Regions from separate parts of the Sus scrofa genome. Here region 1 is linked to region 2. The links are chromatin contacts, called in public promoter capture Hi-C maps. All regions are on one chromosome and are shown on one strand. Each heading gives the region's core, a stretch centred on a gene start, on an enhancer-like site or on the middle of the called end of the contact. The rest is flanking DNA. Distances are from core to core; before and after follow the strand shown.

Region 1 (4,245 bases), core at 81-2,580, 220 kb before region 2:
ACTAAAAAAAAATAGTCAAAACTCAGCGTATATGGACATTGTAACCCAAACCAAGGGCTCACCTGACTCCCACCTATAAACCTGACTCCCACCTATAAACCTGACTCCCACCTATAAACCTGCCCTCGGGTGTTTATTTCAGCTGACATCGAACTAAACTGAAAGGGCCAGTGAAGCCAGTGGTTCTCAAAGCGAGGTTGCTGAACGAGCAGTGTTAGCACCACCTGGGAGCTTGTTAGAGCTGCAGGTCCCTGGGTCTTGTCCCTGACCTTCTGAATCAGAGACCCCGAGGCTAGGCCCCCCCGTGTGCCATGGTTGAGCAAGCCCTCCACGCGATGCTGAGGTACTAATGCAGAGTAAGAATCTTTGGAATATTAGACAATTTAAAAATAATGCGGGTGGAGTACCAGGTTGTAATGTGCCCCACAGTCTCTCCTGAGCAGTGTTTTTCTTTTGAACTTGCAGTATGAATGGAATGACAATGAAATGTATCTGTTCCGGTCATCTATTGCCTACGCCATGAGAAATTATTTTTCAAGTGCCAAAAATGAGACCATTCCATTTGGGTGAGTGGATTTGCTGTGCCCTCAAGTTACTCCAGCCAGGGAGTTCCCGTCGTGGCTCAGTGGAAACAAATCCAACTAGGAACCACGAGGATGCAGGTTCGACCCCTGGCCTCGCTCAGTGGGTTAAGGATCTGGCATTGCCGTGAGCTGTGGGGTAGGTCACAGATGCGGCTCGGATCTGGTGTTGGTGTAGGCCGGCAGCTGTAGCTCTGATTCGACACCTAGCCCGGGAATCGCCATATGCCTCGGGTGCAGCCCTAAAGAAAGAAAAGAAAAAGAAAAAAGTTACCCCAGCCAGTAACCCGTGGGTTGGAGAAAATATTATGCTTCAACTTTTCTTCAAGTGAAATTAAGAAAAACTTCCTAATAACGTTTAAACCTCTTAGCTCTCCTGGAACGTGGACCACTCTGTTTAGGGGTGATTGTGGCTTAGTTGACTTGTAGATGGCACGAGCATTGTTACTCAGTGGCCTCTCCTGGCCTCTTCTCCTCCCCTTCCCTCCTCTCTCCTCTTTTCCTCTCCCATTCTTTCCACCTCTCCTCTCATTGAGCTTATATTCTAAAGTGTGTGTTTTATGTGTGTGTGTTGTAGACAATCAACAAAACATGTAGGTGAAATATAGTAGAATTCGATGGTGACAAGGGTGAGGGAGAAAAACAACAGAAAGGGGGCTGGAGACTGCTGGTGTGTGTGTGTTGTGTGTAGAGTTCAATTTTAACTAAAATGGTCAGAGAAGGCCTGTTAATAATTGAGCAAATAGCTGAAGCAGGAGAGAGAGCCAGAGGTGCAGAAAATGAGGGCAGTGTTTCCGTTGGGAAAATAGCAGGTGGAAAGATCCCGAGGAGCAAATATCCTTGACCTGCTGGAGGAGCTGCCAGGAGGCCAGCGTGGCGGGAGCCGAGGGAGCGAATAGAAGACAGTGGGGACTGGGCCACGGGGGTGGGAAGGCGAGGAGAAGGTGCCTGTGCACCTCAAAGCCCTTCCAAGGCCATCGGCTTTGCTGCTGAGTGAGGAAGCCTCTGCGCCCCATGATCTGCCTTGGGTTTCACTGGGCTGCATCTGGTGGCGTGAGAGCGCAGTCCTGCCACATTGTACTGTGAACCCCCCGCCTCCCCCTCCGCGTGGGGGTGGCACGAGGTCTTTTGCTGGGAGGGGCAGAGCTGGAAGATGTAAACGCACCACTCCTGCCCATGGAACCGAGCCCTTGCCGCCCACCATGCTGTTGATCACAGTCCTTGGTCGCCACTGACTCCTTGCTGATGCTGCTGCGGCTTCCCGTTTGAAATATTTCTATCCTTGAATAAAAAAAACCTATGGTTCTTATGTGATGGCAGAACCAGTAGTGCCAAGACTTGCCATCTCAACCTGCATAGATGAGTTCCTGTGCTTTGGGCCGTGTTAAGGCTGAGTGGACCGGCGGGCCCTTCCATTGCCGGCCCTGCCCGTGTCCCTCTCCCTCAGCCCGGGGTCCTCCCCCACGCTGCTTTCCCCAGCAGGAGCTCTGGACAGCGTCCTCTGTGCCAGCGGGGAAGCTGTGTCCTTTGTTTCTCCACAGGGCGGAGGACGTGTGGGTGAGTGACTTGAAGCCAAGAATCTCCTTCAACTTCTTTGTCACCTCACCTGCCAACATGTCTGACATCATTCCCAGAAGTGACGTCGAAAAGGCCATCAGGTAATGACGTCCTTTCCAGGGCCAGGGGCTCAGCTGGGGGCGCAGCAGCAGGAACTACTAGTTGGCGTGTCCCCAGGCGCCCGGCAGTGTCCCGGGTCATTTACATGTTGTCCTTCATCTTAAAAACGCGGGTCTGAACTCCAGGAGGATCTCGTAGCAGGGGGGTTGTCTTAACTGAGTTTCCCCAGGTGCAGGTCCTTAGACAAGGGTTGGAGTGTTGGAAGTCTGTTTGGGAGCTGATCTCAAGAGACGCTGATGGGAGTTCCTGTCATGGCACAGTGGTTAACGAATCCGACTAGGAACCTTGGGGTTGCGGGTTTGATCCCTGGCCTTGCTCAGTGGGTTAAGGATCCGGCGTTGCTGTGGCTCTGGCATAGGCCGGTGGCTACAGCTCCGATTAGACCCCTAGCCTGGGAACCTACATATGCCGTGGGAGCGGCCCTAGAAAAGGCAAAAAAAAAAAAAAAAGAGGCGCTGATGGAGGAATGCGGGGAGGAGACAGAGAGCAGAAGGAAGGCAGTAAGTGAGCAGGTGACACTGGGCAACCAGCGTTCCATCCTCCTGGGGATTCTGAGAGGCCAGCGTAAGAAAAGGCACCTGAACTGGGCCATCCGCGCTAGGTGCTTATACACCAACTCCCATCAGCCACTGGTTGAGACGTGCTTACAGGTGACAGTCATTCCCCAGCATCGCCGGCCTGCACACAGGGCCCCATCTCATGGCCTGAGAATGCTCTCGCGCAAAGGCGGCAGGTCCCGGCTGAAGAAAGCCTGGCCAGCACGTCTGGAAAACGCTAAGGGCAGAGGGGCCGTGGACAGGTGTTTTCATCCTTTGCTTTGGGGACTTTGCCGTAGGCTTCTTTTGAAGACAAGGTAGGCCAGCCTAGGATTCCTCACACCCTGGTTAGCCTCCCCACCAGCAGAGGGACTTGCGGTCGGCATTGACTGTTTAGAAGGAACAGTTTTCTGTGTCATAGCTGCTTCCCAAAACAGCAAGACTGAAGACTGCATAGATGTAGAGGTTTCCCCTGGTCTTAAAAAATAAAACTCAAAACTCAAAATAAAAAATAAAGCTTGCACTCCCCGTGGTACACAAGTTGCTCACGAGGTGGCGCTCCTGAGCTGCCAGTCACCTCCGGAAGCAGAGCCAGAGCTGCGGGGCGGAGTGTTGCCTTCAAAATGTGATTCAGTGGGGTGTACCTAAACCGAGCCCGCCCAGAGACCCAGTGGCTGCCCCCACATGGCTTGTCTTGGGGAAAAGCGCCAGCTGAGAGCATCATGAAAGATCCCAGTCCTCCTGGAAGCTGCCGGGGTCCTCAACGTGTTTCTCCTTCCAGAATGAGCAGGCGTTCAGGCTGAGGTTGCCAAGGGGGTCATTCCTCACCCCCTCCAACCTCCTGACCTGTGCTAGACCCAGGAGCAGGAAGATGGGTGCCAGGCCCTTTGGTTTTCAATCCACAATGTTCCCCATTTCACTCTTTTTTGTTTTTAAGAGAGAATCTTCGCCCTTTTCCCCCTCTAGACAATTCAGCCATATCCCAGCCTAGCACTGGAGGAATTGGCAAAGGCGCCTTCCCTGTGTTTCTCCCCAGTGCTGCCTTTTGTTTGGATGTCGACAGCTTTTATTTGGAAAATACAGCTGTGGAGACTTGTGTACAGGGCCTGATTCATTCGTGGAAGAGGTGTATCCAGTTGTGCTTTTCCCTTATTTGATAGAAAGGCATTGCAGACATACCCTGACAGAAGGGAAATTCTTAGCCAACCTGCCAGGCTTGCCTTTTCAGCACAGTAGTCACAAATGAATGCGTGCTGACCATTTGCCCGCCTCCACACTTGCAACCCAGTTTTCCAGTGAAGCTGTTTCCAAACCTCATCCAGGTTGCAAGAGGCCTAGTTGTCAAAACTCAGACCTTCCACTGAACTGGGTGTTCACTTTGATGTCTTTGCTCTTTGGGGTGTCCATTTTTAGGATAAGCCTTATCATATCTTCTGGGAAGGTTGCTAGAA
Region 2 (3,847 bases), core at 796-3,295:
GATTGCTTTTTAAATCATTGTTAAAAGGTATATAAAAGCTAGGAGAGGTGAAGAGCTTTTAAAACACACTATGTTTAATATTCCTTGTATTCACCCCAAAGCCTTTACAGAGTAGGTGCTCAGTAAATGTTTGATGAGAAAGATAGAAAATATGTATTCTCTTTTGAAAATAGCTCACGAGTTTTTTTTTGTTTTTTGTTTTTTGTTTTTTTTTGAAGTATTGGCATCAGGATCTTACAAGATTCATGGTGGAATTTCAAGTGTGTGTTGTGATCAGAATTATGGCAGAGACAAACCAGGGGCTCAGTAAATGAGGCTTAACTCTCATTTATACCCTCCAGAATTTCAGCCCATATTCTTTATCTTAAGACCTATTGCAAAGATGAAAAGGAGACCAAAGCAATGCTGTACCATCTGGTAGTGGTTGTTTCCACCTGTGAAGCCAACTGCAAATTAATAAGCTTGAATAAGTATTCTTGAGCCTAAATCATCTTTATTCTCTGATGCATCAATATTAACACAGGGCAGAGTATCTATTCCCACTTGAGCCTTACTCATTAAAGTTAACTCATTAATACACTTCAAATACTACAACCAAAATGCTCTTTTATTTATATCAGTATGCTGTAATTTTTACAAGGTACACCCCTTGAATTTTTTTCAATACATTTAATTGGGTATATGTATCAGGAATTGTGCAGGTACTGAATAAATTCATTAACACAACAAAAACTTATTTGGTGTCTATTACCAGGAACAGATCCTGCTTCAGCTTACTCTCTGGCTGGGAGGGCAGACATTTAACAAGGAAATACAACTGCCAATTTTCAGAAAGAGGTACATGTGAGATCCCAAGAAGACAGAAGTCTCCAAGGATTACGTTGAGGCAGAAGGGGGGTGGGGTAGTGGGGGTGTGGGTGGCGGTGCAGCAGCCAGGCAAACAAGTTGAATCATCTCTTGATGAATGCTTTACTAGCATATGGCCAAAGTACTATCAAAATATAAAAGAGGGAGGATTTAATTCTCTCTGGAGGTTTGGGGAAGGCATCACAAAGGAGCTGGAATTTTCAGGGATGAATAGGCTTTCTACAGGCTTAAAATGGGTGCTGGAAGCTGTGGTTGATGGTGCTCAGAAAGGCATTTGCTTGACCGGGGAACTCCGTGTACCAACTGTGAGGGGGTGGATAACCACCAGACCACTCCCATTTATTCATTACCCTCTTGGCCAAGCACCATGATAGCCAGTAGAACCAGTTTGAACAGGAGTTGATACTTCAGGCCAGACCTCAGATTTTTTCTCCAGAGTGGAGAGTTGCCAGAAAAAATACAGGATGCCCAGTTAAATTTGAATTTCAGATAAACGACGAATAATTTTTTAGTAAAGTCCCCGATACTAGGGACATAACATAAAAAATTATTTATCTGATATTCAAATTATTTAAAAAATTGACCTGACATTTGTGTATCTTTATTACCTCAGGCAATTCTACCAGAGGGGTAAGAACCTGGGGAATCGGCTGTGGCACAGATAATAACAAAACGCCACCACGACTCCGACTTTCTGTAGCCTTCTCAGCCAAAAGTCTGAATTGGAAGCCACAGAGAACAGGTTTCCAAAATGAGACGCTGTAACTAGGCAACCAAGGCACCAAACCCACCCGTCCGCAAGATCCGCGTTTAGAAGTGCGGTGCATCCTGGGAATGAGTTTTCTAAGTTCGGATTCGCCTCCGGAGGCGACGGGACTACAACTCCCAGGAGCGCGGAAGGGTCCTGTGAAGCACGCTGGGAGTGCCGGTTTTACTCCGTCGAAGGGTCCTGGTGGGCTGGCTCCTTGTTTAGCAAGAGGCCAAGGCCAATTTTGAGAAAATCTCAACATTAAGAATTCATATAAAAGGTTAAACAGAGGATTACTGCTTTCCATCGAAAGAAAACTAGTCTTCCGGAACATCGTGGCGATATGTGCACGCGCGCGCTGACGTTGCAACCCGCGCTGACGGGTGGGGAACTGAGCGTCTCTCCTGCACGTGACCCCAGCGCCTCTTCGTGATTGGTCCTCTCGGGGGCGCGGCGCTCGGGCGCGGACGCCCCGGATTGGTGCTTCGGGGCAGCGGGGTGGGACTCCGGCTGCAGCCGCGGGAGGTCCGGACACTGGCGGCCATGGGACTAGCCGGTAAGTGCGCGTTTGACCTCCCCGGGCTAGCCACTGTCTGCCTCTTTTAGCTGGGACTGAACTGCCCCCAGGAGAGCGTGGCCCACGATGGAGTGGGCGAAGCCGACCCGGTGTAAGGCTCGGAAGTGGGGACCGAGGGTCTTCGGAGTCGAGTGGGGATGAGGGTGCGCTTCGGCGGCCGCGCTGTAGCCGGTTCTGCGACGGTTAACGCGGGCAGAGCGAACGGCTCCGGGACCGCCGGCCTCAACCTTTTGCCCACTCTCTGGCCCTTTTCCTCTTGGGGCCTGGCGAGACCCCGCCTGACTCTGACGGGATCGCTGACTGAGTCGTTTCGTCCCTTCTTTGGCCCTGGCGCTGCCCAGCAACCGCTCAGTGAGTGAAGCCGGGACGGTTCCCTGGGGGTGGGTGAGAGCCCCTTCGCCTAGATTCCGAGGCTCCACCAGGTTTAAGGCTCCTCAGGACTCTCTGCTCCTCAGGACTGTTCAGGGACTCGGTGGCCGTGGCCGTATTTATGACCATCTCGCATTTGCCGCTTAAGTGGCCGGGTGGGGACCTCGGACAAATCGCTCAACTTGTGTGACTTCTCATTTGTAAAATAAGAGCTATCCAGTAGCTCTTTAAGCCTCTCTTCAGCTTTAAAACCTTAAGGTTCTGTGACTGTGACGTTTGTTGGGCTTTTACGCCGTGATGTTAGGCTGATTTCCTCACAAGATATTGCGGATTAATGACAGAACTTTAAATGATTTCATTTGGTTCTTTATTAACTGCTTTCATTATCGCTCATCTTTTAAAATTAAATGGAACTGGAAATTCGGGATTAGGTGACAAACCACAGAGGACGACTTAAAAGTGCAGACTTGAAGAGTGTCATGATTTGGTAGTAGTGAATCTCAATTAGTATTCAGGTCAACAAACACATAATGGAGTGTTTCTAAGACTATTTTTAAAGTAAAGATGACTGTTAATTTGCTTTTTTTGAGTTTGTGGTGAAATCGGAAACTCAGGTTCTAAGGATGGCTTCCCATTGAATAGTTGAGTTTCTGGAAGCATGGAAATCTCAACGTGTAAAGCTGAGGAAGAGTTTCACTCACTTTCCAAGCCTCTCTTTAGCTTTAAACAGCTAAGCATTGATAATCATACTGAATATTGAGCGTCCATTTTGTGCTGATGATCTTGGGAACCCCTGAGCTGAACATCTACTTTAGATGGAGAAAATGGCCCCAGGTCCCTCCCTTTGCATCTCTAGATCAGATTCCAGACGGAAGGGAGGGACGCTCCTGGAGGCAAAACCAAAATAACAAAGGTTAAGAAAATGGAGGGAGCGGCTTGATGTCATCATTCTTGAATAAGGAAGGAGAATGTGGAGGTCTGCGGCGGCGCTGCAGGTGACACTTTAAAAAGCTGCTCTCTGGAGTTCCCGTCACGGCTCAGTGGAAACGAATCTGCCTAGCATCCATGAGGACACAGGTTTGATCCCTGACCTTGCTCAGTGGGTTAAGGATCCAGTGTTGCTGTGAGCTGTGGTGTAGGTCGTAAAGGCAGCTCGGATCCCACGTGGCTGTGGATGTGGCCAGCAGCTGCAGCTCCGATTCGCCCCCAAGCCTGGGAACATCCATGTGTCGTGTGTGCGGCCCTAAAAAGACAAAAAAAAAAAAAAAAAAAAAGCTGCTCTAAAA

Evidence for each region. Promoter capture Hi-C pulls out the DNA fragments that hold promoters and counts their contacts.
Region 1: a promoter capture Hi-C map of fetal liver shows a contact between it and region 2, with 4 times the contacts expected there. The contact joins the enhancer-like site here to the promoter of PIGA in region 2. A contact is called at or near these places in 2 of 5 promoter capture datasets (fetal liver and liver), 9 of 47 Hi-C or Micro-C datasets (brain, embryonic fibroblasts, mesenteric adipose tissue and 4 more) and 1 of 2 datasets of contacts at active chromatin or transcription factors (skeletal muscle).

Annotation. Positions count from the first base shown.
Region 1 is chrX:12,103,531-12,107,775 of Sscrofa11.1, reverse strand. It overlaps ACE2 (angiotensin I converting enzyme 2), which reads left to right. Exons shown (of 18, transcript NM_001123070.1): 15 at 466-566; 16 at 2,123-2,239. Among named protein-coding and RNA genes, the nearest start is that of CXH4orf3, 36 kb to the left of the region's middle. Within about 2 kb of position 1,330, at least 5 of the 83 cell types and tissues checked have an H3K27ac peak or open chromatin away from gene starts, as enhancers often do. A contact at or near this core is called in fetal liver and liver, where this site is marked.
Region 2 is chrX:11,884,717-11,888,563 of Sscrofa11.1, reverse strand. PIGA (phosphatidylinositol N-acetylglucosaminyltransferase subunit A) reads left to right here and starts at 2,045. Exons shown (of 5, transcript XM_013985923.2): 1 at 2,045-2,171. The coding sequence starts at 2,159.